2 separate regions of the Rattus norvegicus genome follow, and region 2 is linked to region 1. The links are chromatin contacts, called in public Hi-C maps. All regions are on one chromosome and are shown on one strand. Each heading gives the region's core, a stretch centred on a gene start, on an enhancer-like site or on the middle of the called end of the contact. The rest is flanking DNA. Distances are from core to core; before and after follow the strand shown. Region 1 overlaps Septin11 (septin 11). Region 2 holds the start of Septin11 (septin 11).

Region 1 (5,163 bases), core at 798-3,297:
GATCTGCAAGGGCCTTGTATCCAATGGCTATAGCTTGTATCCAATGCCTCCACTGTATCCAATGTCTATACCTTAGGGACTCCACTGTATCCAATGGCTATACCTTAGGGACTCCACTGTATCCAATGGCTATAGCTTGTATCCAATGCCTCCACTGTATCCAATGGCTATACCTTAGGGACTCCACTGAAACATTACTATCAATTTTATCTTTATTATGAAATCTCGGGGAATGCGGAATAAACATCCCCCTTTCCAATAAAAAGAAATTGCTGACACTCTCTGACCATCATGACTAATAGATCATGGCATCTAAAGTTCTGGAAGTGCCCTCAACAGAAGCAAGCTGATGCTATTTTCTTAACAACTGCATAAAGTAGCTGTCTGTGATCACCCAAGTTCAACTTATAAACGAGGAAACGGAGGCACAGAAAAGTTAGTCATTTACCTAGGGTTGCATAGCTACTGCAGCTGAGAGGGCAGAGATTTGAAGACAAGGAGTCAGCATCTAGAGCCAGAGACCATGTACTTAGCCTAGGCTAATGTGGGATGATCTATGCTGCTTCCAGGTCCTGGACACAGTAACACTTCAGCTACTAGAGACTTCCAGTATGCTGAAAGAAAGAAAGAAAGAAAGAAAGAAAGAAAGAAAGAAAGAAAGAAAGAAAGAAAGAGGGAGGGAGGGAGAGAAGGAAGGAAGGAAGGAAGGAAGAAAGGAAGGAAGAAAGAAAGGAAGACAGACAGACAGACAGCCTCCCTCAAGGGCAGAAACTGAGGCTCAGAATGGGCAATGTGCTCCTGGTATATCTTCACTGCCCTGGCAATGCCAACACACTCTTATTTCTGCAGTCATGGCACATGAAGGGTATAATAGAAGACTTGGTTTTAACCATTTTGGAAACAAAAGTAGCAACACGAAGCTACTAAGTAAGTGACCAGAAGACCTTAATTGTGTAATGTTCCCCCTTTTTAATCTGTCTGCTGAAGGCTTCTTACTGAACCAATCCCACAGCCCACTGCATCTCGACTGGACCTGTGACTGAACTTGAACTGTACAAAACAGCCAGTTTTAATTGGACTGTTTCATTTTTCTCTTCTCAGAACATGTCTTCTTGGGGATAATTGCTTGTTCCCCTAAAAAGGCTACTAAAATCACTAAAGTAGAAGTGTGTTGATTCTGTTATTCATTGGTAAACATTGTTTTCTACCCTAAGAAGTTTTACAACATAGTCGTGAAGACAGGTCCTACTAACTGTACTATTGAGGATATAAGTGATAAACACCATCTTAACAGAGGGACATGGGAAAGGGGAAGTAGCTTTTGACTGTTGAAATTCAGGGTACCACTGGAGTTCCCCGAGATATATTAGTGAAGCAAGGGTACAGATTGCAGGGGTATTTCTAGTTAAAAGGTACCCGTGTCTAAGAGGTCTCTTGGCAATGAATGTATACCCTGAAGTTCATAATCTGAAAGGATTTAAAAGAAGCCAAGCTGACTTCATTATTGAGACCATTATAAGACAGCTTATATAAGAATGCGTGTCAACACCTAGTTCTAAATGCCCCTCTAAACTGTGCTCCACAGGTCAACGTCGTACTTAAGCAGAGTAGGAGAACAGAAAACCCAGAGCAGACAGACCTGGGTTTGAATCCCCACTTTGTTTCCTACTTGCTTTCGGTCTTTGTTCCATCACCAATAAAAAACTCGGCATTTGGCAGGGTTGCAGTTAATGGTCCTTAGGAAACATGAGTTTCCTTTCCCCCAGTGAGGCGAGAGGAAGGGACAGCTCCGATTCTAAAATCTGAAATGAATTAGTTCCGTGACTGCAGCGAGACACGGAAGGCAGGGGAAACTGATCCGTAACACTCTCGGACAAAACAATAAATTAAAACCGCCCTGAGAAGGGCAGAGTAAGCGAACGGAAGGTAGGAGAACGCCTGAGGGCTCCGGCATGGAAAACAATCCACCTTCATACAGCAGGCTCAGTTACAGAGCTGAAAGAACACAGAGAATGCATTCCTGTTTGCAGAATCAACTTTTCACAGCATCAGCAGCCTCCAAGGCTGGAAACCATTCTGCATTCCCCACCCTCACTCTGGCTTCTATTTTAATCCATGCCAGACTCTCGAAATTAACGAGCTTGATGCACCCAGATGGGCTCTATTCTCCACAGTCCAAGTGATACCCACTTATTTTGCTTTAAAAACCAAACTGTTCAGCATCAGGTGTGGTTAGTAAAATAGCCTATACCCTCTGATCCTTATCAGGGGGGGCGGAAGCAAGAGAGCACATCGCCATGGCAACGTTTCGTTATCATGAAAACAGATTAAAACTGTGAAAGCAAGATAATTTTTACCTTTAAGGTCAAGAAGGGCTTCCTCATCTCACATATATATTTTTTTTAATTTGACATATGATTTATGTGTGCAGATAAGTGTTGGAGATTTTGTGTTCAAGATGCAGTTACTACATTCGTGTCATAGCCTCGGCATGTGCACAGTAAATCATAGTGATCCAAGATACTTAATCCGGAGGCTTAATCTTTTTCATCTGTAAAGTGATGTGATTTAGCCAAAGACCCCTCTAAGTAAAGTCTCTGGTCCATTCGCCAATTCTAAGTTTTCTTTTGTCTGGAAATCAGAGATGCCTAAGTCCACAGCTGTCACTTGCTTAAGGAATGGCAACATGGGAGATACTCCAGTTAAACAGCTCTGATTGCCGATCAAGACAACTTCTTTACAAGATGTGTCAGTTGGAGAGTTTGAGTCAGCCTCAGAACTACGGCCAGTAGTGATTGTGTTTGTGTGTGAGCATGCACATGCGCACAAGCTTAACTTTTCATTTCTACTTATCCCACAATAATCACTTAGTCAGAATTAGACCTCAGGCATGATGGAGGGAGAGGGAAGAAGGATAAGAAGAGAGAGAAAGGGGAAGGAGGAGGAGGAAGAGGAGGAAGAAGATGAAGGAGAAGGGAGGGAGAAGCAGGGACGAAGGGGAAAGAATGTTCCCACCTCCTTCACAATTGTCCTGCTGCAATTGTCCCTTCTTCTTTTTTTTTTTTTTTTTTTTTTTTTTGGTTCTTTTTTTTCCGGAGCTGGGGACCGAACCCAGGGCCTTGCGCTTCCTAGGTAAGCGCTCTACCACTGAGCTAAATCCCCAGCCCCGCAATTGTCCCTTCTAACGTTTCCTGTGTCTTCGGTCTTTCACAAAAGTTTTGAAAAGGACCCCAGTTGCTCTTGTGTGAGTCAGTTATTTGTTGTCAGGGGTCAAAGTGAACCTTTACTAAGGTTTTTATTCACCCTGTGGAATGACATGTGCTAGCCACCATGCTAAACACTAAGCGAAGAGTCCAAAGCGCTCCCATCCCATGGAATGTGTCAGGCAAGAGAAGCCGGCTGAACAGCCACAAAGGTACAACACACTAAGTCCTACTGTGTGTGCACAGCCCTTGCTAAGAGCCACCGTCCTGCTGGTGAGAAAACAGCACCTGGAACTGTGGAGCAGTGGTGGGGAACCCTGAGTCAGTCAAAAAGCTGAAAATAACCGATGCTTTGCAACTTTGTAACTCATGTAATTAGACTTCAAGTAAACTCGCCATATGCAGAACCATGCACAAGTACCCAAGTATTTCTGAATACTCATCAAGCCGTTAACTCTATGGTGGTATGATGGATGAGGCACAGAGGGAGCCACAGGACAGCATGAATGGAAAGACACACCCCTTTGCTGTCTCTCCTTACCCCCACCCCCACCCCGGGAAGCCACTCCTGTTGGGAAGAGGAGGGGCGCTTTTCATTTTAGGGAGTTTCTGTTGGGACTCCCTGTTACAGGAGGACCCAGACCACCCCGCTGAAGAGAAAATGCAGATTCTCATGCAAAATCTGACAAAGCCACCGCTCAATACCTGAAGAAATCCTGACCTCACAAACTATCCCCCAAGAGCTGAGTTTCCCCCAAGTTTTCTAATTGATCATTTCTGTAAACACAAACCCTTCCCAACTATAATCTAGAGAGAAGTGAATTGGTCTCCCACTCTCTTTAAAAGGTAAGATGGGTGTGAAGATGGGAACTGCCCTCAGTTCCCAAAAGAAAGGGAAAGCAAAAGAATGCAAATTATGGACCCAAACCACAACTATGAAGCCCACAAGGAATCCTTTCAGGATGAGGCATTACTGGGGCGACTTTCAAACTATGAAATGTCTCAAGCATTTCATTACCAGTGAGGGTCACATTCTTTAAGGATGATCTGGACAACATTTGCAAGTCTGCTTGTCATCTATACCATGAAATCCAAAGGCCGGAGCCAAGAAAATCCTCAGGGGAAACTGTTCCTCACACACAGCAGAAGGGAGCCAGAGAGAAGAGGGGAATTTGGGAAGAAAATTATGTTGGGTTCTCTTCCTAGCCAGCTAGAGCTGGGACTGAGAAAGGGGGTGTCCAGGGCCAGCTCCCCGGTCACAGAGCAGGTGGATCAGCAGTAAATAGCTTCAGGGGCACCCTAGAAAGCTCCGACCAATAGCCCCAATTCCAAGTGCTGCTTCTAAACAACTTTTTCCTTTAAAGGAGTTCCAGGAAAGGAACTAATTATGTTTTTCTAGATCTTAGGGGTAAGAGGGAATGCATCTGATAAAATCTGCACAGAGCTATAGGTCTTTGGACCCATTTAAATTTTCTCCTATGCTATAGGTCTTGTAGAGAAAAACAGAGTCCACATCCGGACCCTTTCAAAACTCCCCCTATGACCCTTTCAAAACTCCCCCTATGCTCTGAATTGGTCAGTGGGGGCTTCTTGAGTGCTCTCTCTGTTAGCATTTCCCCTCTGTGGCCAGCTGTAACAGCTCCAGCATTACTGCCTCACCTTACCTTGCTTTTTGCCACACTCTTCCTATCTCGCTTGCTCTCCCGCCCATATCAATGCCCATCTACCATCTAGCTCCTATTTCTATGCCTGGAAAACAAAGCATTTGCAGGCGTCGCCTTTCCCAAACCCTCTCCAACTAGAGCACACCGCAGCCTGCCTCTAGTGCAGCAGCTCTCAGGTAAGAACATGGGTACAACTGGTTTCCTTCCACAGCGTGGGGCCAGGAAAACCGGAGGCAGCGCTTTGGGAGAACCAACGCCCTGGGCTGTGGCTCACCCTTCCCCACCACACACAGACT
Region 2 (5,163 bases), core at 816-3,315, 42 kb after region 1:
CTTGCACAAGAACTGTAGTTTTAAGCTCACATATGGCTGGCAGACACAGAGTTGGAAATGATTACAGCCACACAACTAAATCTCAACCCCACATATTGTTCCTATTTAACTGACATATATGAACTTACTAATTTATTGGAAATGTGGAGCAAATTATTCCTACCACCCCCACCCCAGCCCTTAAGAATGCACTGGCCAATAGGTGTTTCTGAAAACGATACCCCCTACACAGGATACGTGCATTCCCAGACGCTTGCCAATGCTTCTAAAACATACATTGTTATTTTAGTTCTTTGAATCTGTGCCCTGAAAAATAAGGCCAAGAGTTAACCTTGGTTTCCTTACCCTAGTAATAAAGAGATCATCAGCCCAGAGACTATGCAAATTCCCTCAGTAATGACAGCCTCCGACCAATTAACAAGGGCATAATTTGTGTGGTGAAGAGGAAGACAAAATTCTTAAGGATGTATCATTTAACAGAGTTTGGAAGGCCTAAAAAGACTCACAGTAACACTTGATAATGCCCAGTGAACATGTTCTGATTGTAGGGTAAAGTCTTTCAAAGCGCCTCAAACTGCAGCAGAAAAGGCAACTACAGATGTTGCAAAGAGTGACCCCATGAACTTCCTGCTGGGCTAAGACTCCTCAGGGGTGCAGAAGGTGGTGGTGTGTGAAGAGGTGTAAGGGGGTGGGGGAGCCAAGAAACTCAGCATCTGGGGTTTGGCAACTTTCAATATCTAAGATTTTCTCTATAGCTGCAAAATATTAGGCCACCACCTGAAGCTAGCTGTAAAGTTTGAAAAGGAAAATTAAAAAAAAAAAAAAGAAGATGATGAGGTACTAGCCAGGAAAGACCTCCACCGAAGTCGCCCCAAGGGCAGACCAGGCAAAGTGGGCTATGAACGTTGACAAAGAAAACCAGAGAGAAGAGGACTCCGCCTTTCCCACTGGGCTTGGCTCCTTTCAGTAAAAAGGAAAGGCGGGTGCCGCCGCCACCGCCCCTTCCCTCCTTTTCACCCGAGGTTGGGGAGCAGACCCTAAACTACATCCTCAAAGTCCCACTCGCTCTGGCTGGCTCCGGAGTTGGAAACCCGGAGTCTATACCCGCAGATGCACAGCCCGTGGCGCGTACCCCCGCCCAGAGTCCGGAGAGGAGCATCCCCTCCCTGACTTCGGGTGCTGGGGCACTCCTCCAGGCACCCACCCTCCCTTCCTCTTCCCGGAGCCCCGCATTCAGCACTGCCGCCCCCGGCCTGCCAGTCGCAGAGTATTTCAGGACTTCCACCCACCCCCAAAGGGAGCCCTTTGAAAACTTTGTGTGTGTGCCTAGGGCTTTGTCCACATCCTGGGCAGGGCCCGGTCACCCGGGTGGGCGCCTGAGGGTGTCCGGAATTTCACAATGCACCGGGGGGTAAGCCACCACGGAAATCCCACCCCTTTGACCCGCTTCTACAGCCCTGTGACACAGCGCTTCAGCTCCCAATTCTCATGCCCCGATCGCCCCCAGGGCGCGGGAGAACCGCGAGGAAACCCTCCTCAGTCAGCGCCTTCCTCCACTGTCACCAGCTAAGCGTTGTGCGCCGGGAAGAGAGGTTAGCTGGGGAAAGCAGCAGCTCAGGCAAACCCCTTCTAAGGGCGCCTCACGGAAGGGTCCTTTTCCTCCCACATCCCTGAAACAGGGGCGCGCCAAGGCAATCTAATGTTGCATCAGGTAGGCTCTCAGCCTGTGGGCTCCCCAAGCTCCCCTCCGCCCCAGACGCGCGCCCAAATTCATGCACACACCCACAGCCCCATCAGCCACCACCCAGAGCCCCCCTCCTGGTCCCCGCAAGTCTCCACCAGCACGCGCCCCGAAACAGAGCCCACCCGACGCCCTGGGATCAGCGTGCGAGGGCCCACGACTTACACTCGGTCTCCCCACCGCCACGGCCATCGCGACTGTGGCTCTGGCTGCGCCCGGCTGCTCTTCACCGACACTGGCTGCTGCTGGTGCTCCGGCTCCCGCTGGCCTCCCCCGCGCCTCCCTCGCGGCTGCGCCCTGCTCGCGCCCGGCTCCCGCGCGCCTCCAGCCGCATCTGCTCGCCCGCGCCGCCCCGCCCGCTTTATTCCAGCAACATGGCCTCCCGCCTGGACTCAACCATTACCTGCCCCGGAACGGGGGTGCAGAGAGAGACCTGACCCCAGCGGAGCGGAGGAACGCGGCGGGTGAACCATGATCCTGGTGAGCTGATAGGTTGATAATCTGTGAAGTCAGACACTTTCCCTCCTGTGGCTTTCTTCCGCCCCACTAAAGTGTCCTGTGCCCAGACGCTGCCCGACTCTCCCCCTCCTGCAACACGTGCTGGAGTCCGCGTAAAAGCCTAGGCGCGGAGGTCCCAACCCCGAGCTGCCACGCGCTGCGCGGAGCCGGCACCTGGAGCTGCTATGGGGTGGGGCAGGCAGGCTAGGGGACCACAGGGTGCAGAGTCTGCACCTCTGGAAAGTTATCCTGGTGACACTCCCCATCCAGAGGAGTCCGCTTAGAAGGTTCGGTGGGTAACCTACTAGGGCAGAGCGCACCCCACGAGGAAAGAATTGCCGGTCTGCTGGGCCTTCCATCAGAAAGGAGACTAAACAAGCTGCTGGAAACCGTCGCTGTGGTGTGCGACCGGACTGGGAATCGCTTTCTGAGAGAAAGAGGACTGAGGACGTAGTCGTGAACCCACCACCGGCTACTGGAGGCGGGGGCGGCGGGGGGTTAATTAAAAAAGAAAAAAATCCAGTACCCGCTGGAGAATTTAGGCCGTTTGTGAGCTTTCTCCAGAGCTTTTCCCCACCGTGTTACTGGAGAGGTTACTGGTACGGAGAGGTTAGTAGACGTGTCATTGGATCCCCGAGACAGACCGGATGACCCAGGGACCAGAGGCGTGCAAGCTCAACCCTGGCTGAGGGGTGTGGTGCACAGCGAAGGCGCAAAGCGGGTGACAAGTGGGTGCGATTCACGGCACAGGAAACCTGGAGGACTCCTCCACCATCAAGGATTTTTTTTTCCAGCAAATGTTGGAATATTACTGTATCTGAGTGGCAGGTGAAATGGCGGGTCCTTGTGCATGCATCTGACATAGGCTGAACAGTGAGGGATGTCGTGCGCTGTGGGTGTCTACGCATGGTAGGCCCACGATTACATGAGGATAGCTACTTGATTGAGTTGAGGAAACCAGGTGGGTTGAAGCACAGGGAAAGAGGCAAGGGGAGGGCTGTAATATGAACGTGCCCTGGGAGGAACTGGGGCACATGAGAGTCTGACCTGAGACTTCAAACATCCAAGTTTCTGGAGTCCCACTTTTGGCCACGGGATTCAGACGCTCTGCCCAGCCTTTGGCTGAGGGTAAGTGGCTCTGTAGCATTGGTTCACCCATAACTGATCCTGATGCTGGACTGCTCTGATATGGTGAGTGAGGAGCTAGAAGCCACCTAGAGTGAATCCCACCCTTGGCCGTGAAGCTAGAGAGGAGTGTTGAAAGAGGAGGGGCTCTGACGTCAAGCCTGCTCAGACCTGAACAGCACTACCTTATTCCGGTCACTTTCTGTTCTGTAGATAACTTGTCTTTTGAGAATGGGGACTTCATTTACACCATTACACAGTGAGCAAAAACCCTGTTCAGTTTGTAAGATGTCACTCGAATGAGTGCTATGCAGGAGCGCAAGAATTCCTTTCCTCTGTGACTCTAATTCAGTGCTTTCTGGCTCTTTGGTTGGGGGATGGGTATCAGGGCAGGTGCATATGAATGAGGGTTGTGAATAATTTCTTATTCAAGCTTAAAAACTTTCAAGATTAAAAGGGGAGGCTGGCGATATATATAACTTCAGATGACAACAGGCAGGAACTGTGACTTACTTTCACCCCAGCCATTGTTGCAGATGAACTAGGCTGTTAAGAGGTTGTCATAGTAATAATCGATAGACTATGAACTCAAGAGTGCTTCTTTGCCTTTTGGCGTCTAGCCCACACTGTACATGTTGTACAGAACTATCCTCCAGGCCAAACAACGGCCATCTTGGTGCAAATGAGCTGTGGCTGCTGACTCCTTACCTTGCTCAGAGTGTGGAGTGAGGCTCAGGAGCCCCTCACTGGGTATCCAGCCACCTACTACCACATTTCCTGTATACCTCTGCCTTAGCTGCACTTTGTCCCCAGGAAGGGCTACAGTGTAAAAGCTGAGGAGACTAGGAAAGGGGGGAATCCATCTATATGACTATTGGAAAGCCTCCATCCCTGCTGGGTGATGTCAGTTTTAGTGTGGCCTCTAAGAAGAGAGTACTTCCCCTCACTAAGTAACTTCTCATCTGTGATCTAAGAAGCCCAATGAACTCATTGGTTTCCAGAGTGAACATTGGTTGCATGGTGCCTCCGTTTGTTTGTGGACCCTAGGAGGAAGGGTAGATGCTGCTAATGCGTCTCCCAGGGAAAGAATTTGGGCAACATTGCGATACTCAATAAAGTTGAATGATGAATTCATGTTTACATATTCTATAAATGTTGAGTGGAACTAGAGACTAAGGCTATGAACAATCAACTATTGCCATAGGAAGAATTTAGTACCTGATCCTGAGGGCAGTGAAAAAAGCCCAAGGGGTTAGCAAGCATAGAAGTGACTTCAATTTTTCATTTTAGAAAAGATATATAATAAATGTGTAACATTGTTCCTCATGTAAGATCAATGCCCCTTTTTAGTGGGACCCCTGATTATTTGGAGAGATTTTCAAGTGAATGTTGTACCTTGGTAGAAAGTAACTCTCTTATTAAAGGTTCCTGAAGACACAACATCCATCAGACCCTCATTTTATTCCCTTAGTGCCCTCAAGAATACATGAAGTAAAGACAAAACCTTTGCATTCTAGGTTTATTCTTAGTTTTTAGGTAAGTTGTCTAGGTTGTTTCTCTATCTTTCCCCTTTCCTTTAAAAAAAAATCTAATGTAAGAGTGCTTTAACCACACTACAAGAAAGAGATACATTAAAAAAGCACAAAACATAGGATAAGAACAATTATCAAACAGATACAGTGAGAAAAAGATACAGTAAGAAACAGATACAATGAGAAAGATACAAAACAGATACAATGAGAAAGACACAAAACAGATACAAGAAGATAAAGTATGAAACAGGGAGGCTGGGCATGGTG

What was found. A called contact is a pair of places that touch in the nucleus more often than the background predicts.
Region 2: a contact with region 1 is called in a Hi-C map of frontal cortex, with 2.3 times the contacts expected there. The contact joins the promoter of Septin11 here to the enhancer-like site in region 1. A contact is called at or near these places in 3 of 12 Hi-C or Micro-C datasets (frontal cortex, kidney and prefrontal cortex) and 1 of 1 datasets of contacts at active chromatin or transcription factors (oligodendrocytes).

What each region holds. Positions count from the first base shown.
Region 1 is chr14:15,231,619-15,236,781 of GRCr8, forward strand. The region is part of intron 1 of Septin11 (septin 11); the gene reads right to left. Among named protein-coding and RNA genes, the nearest start is that of Septin11, 41 kb to the right of the region's middle. Within about 2 kb of position 2,048, at least 23 of the 93 cell types and tissues checked have an H3K27ac peak or open chromatin away from gene starts, as enhancers often do.
Region 2 is chr14:15,273,135-15,278,297 of GRCr8, forward strand. Septin11 (septin 11) reads right to left here and starts at 2,066. Exons shown (of 11, transcript NM_001107208.3): 1 at 1,907-2,066. The coding sequence starts at 1,933.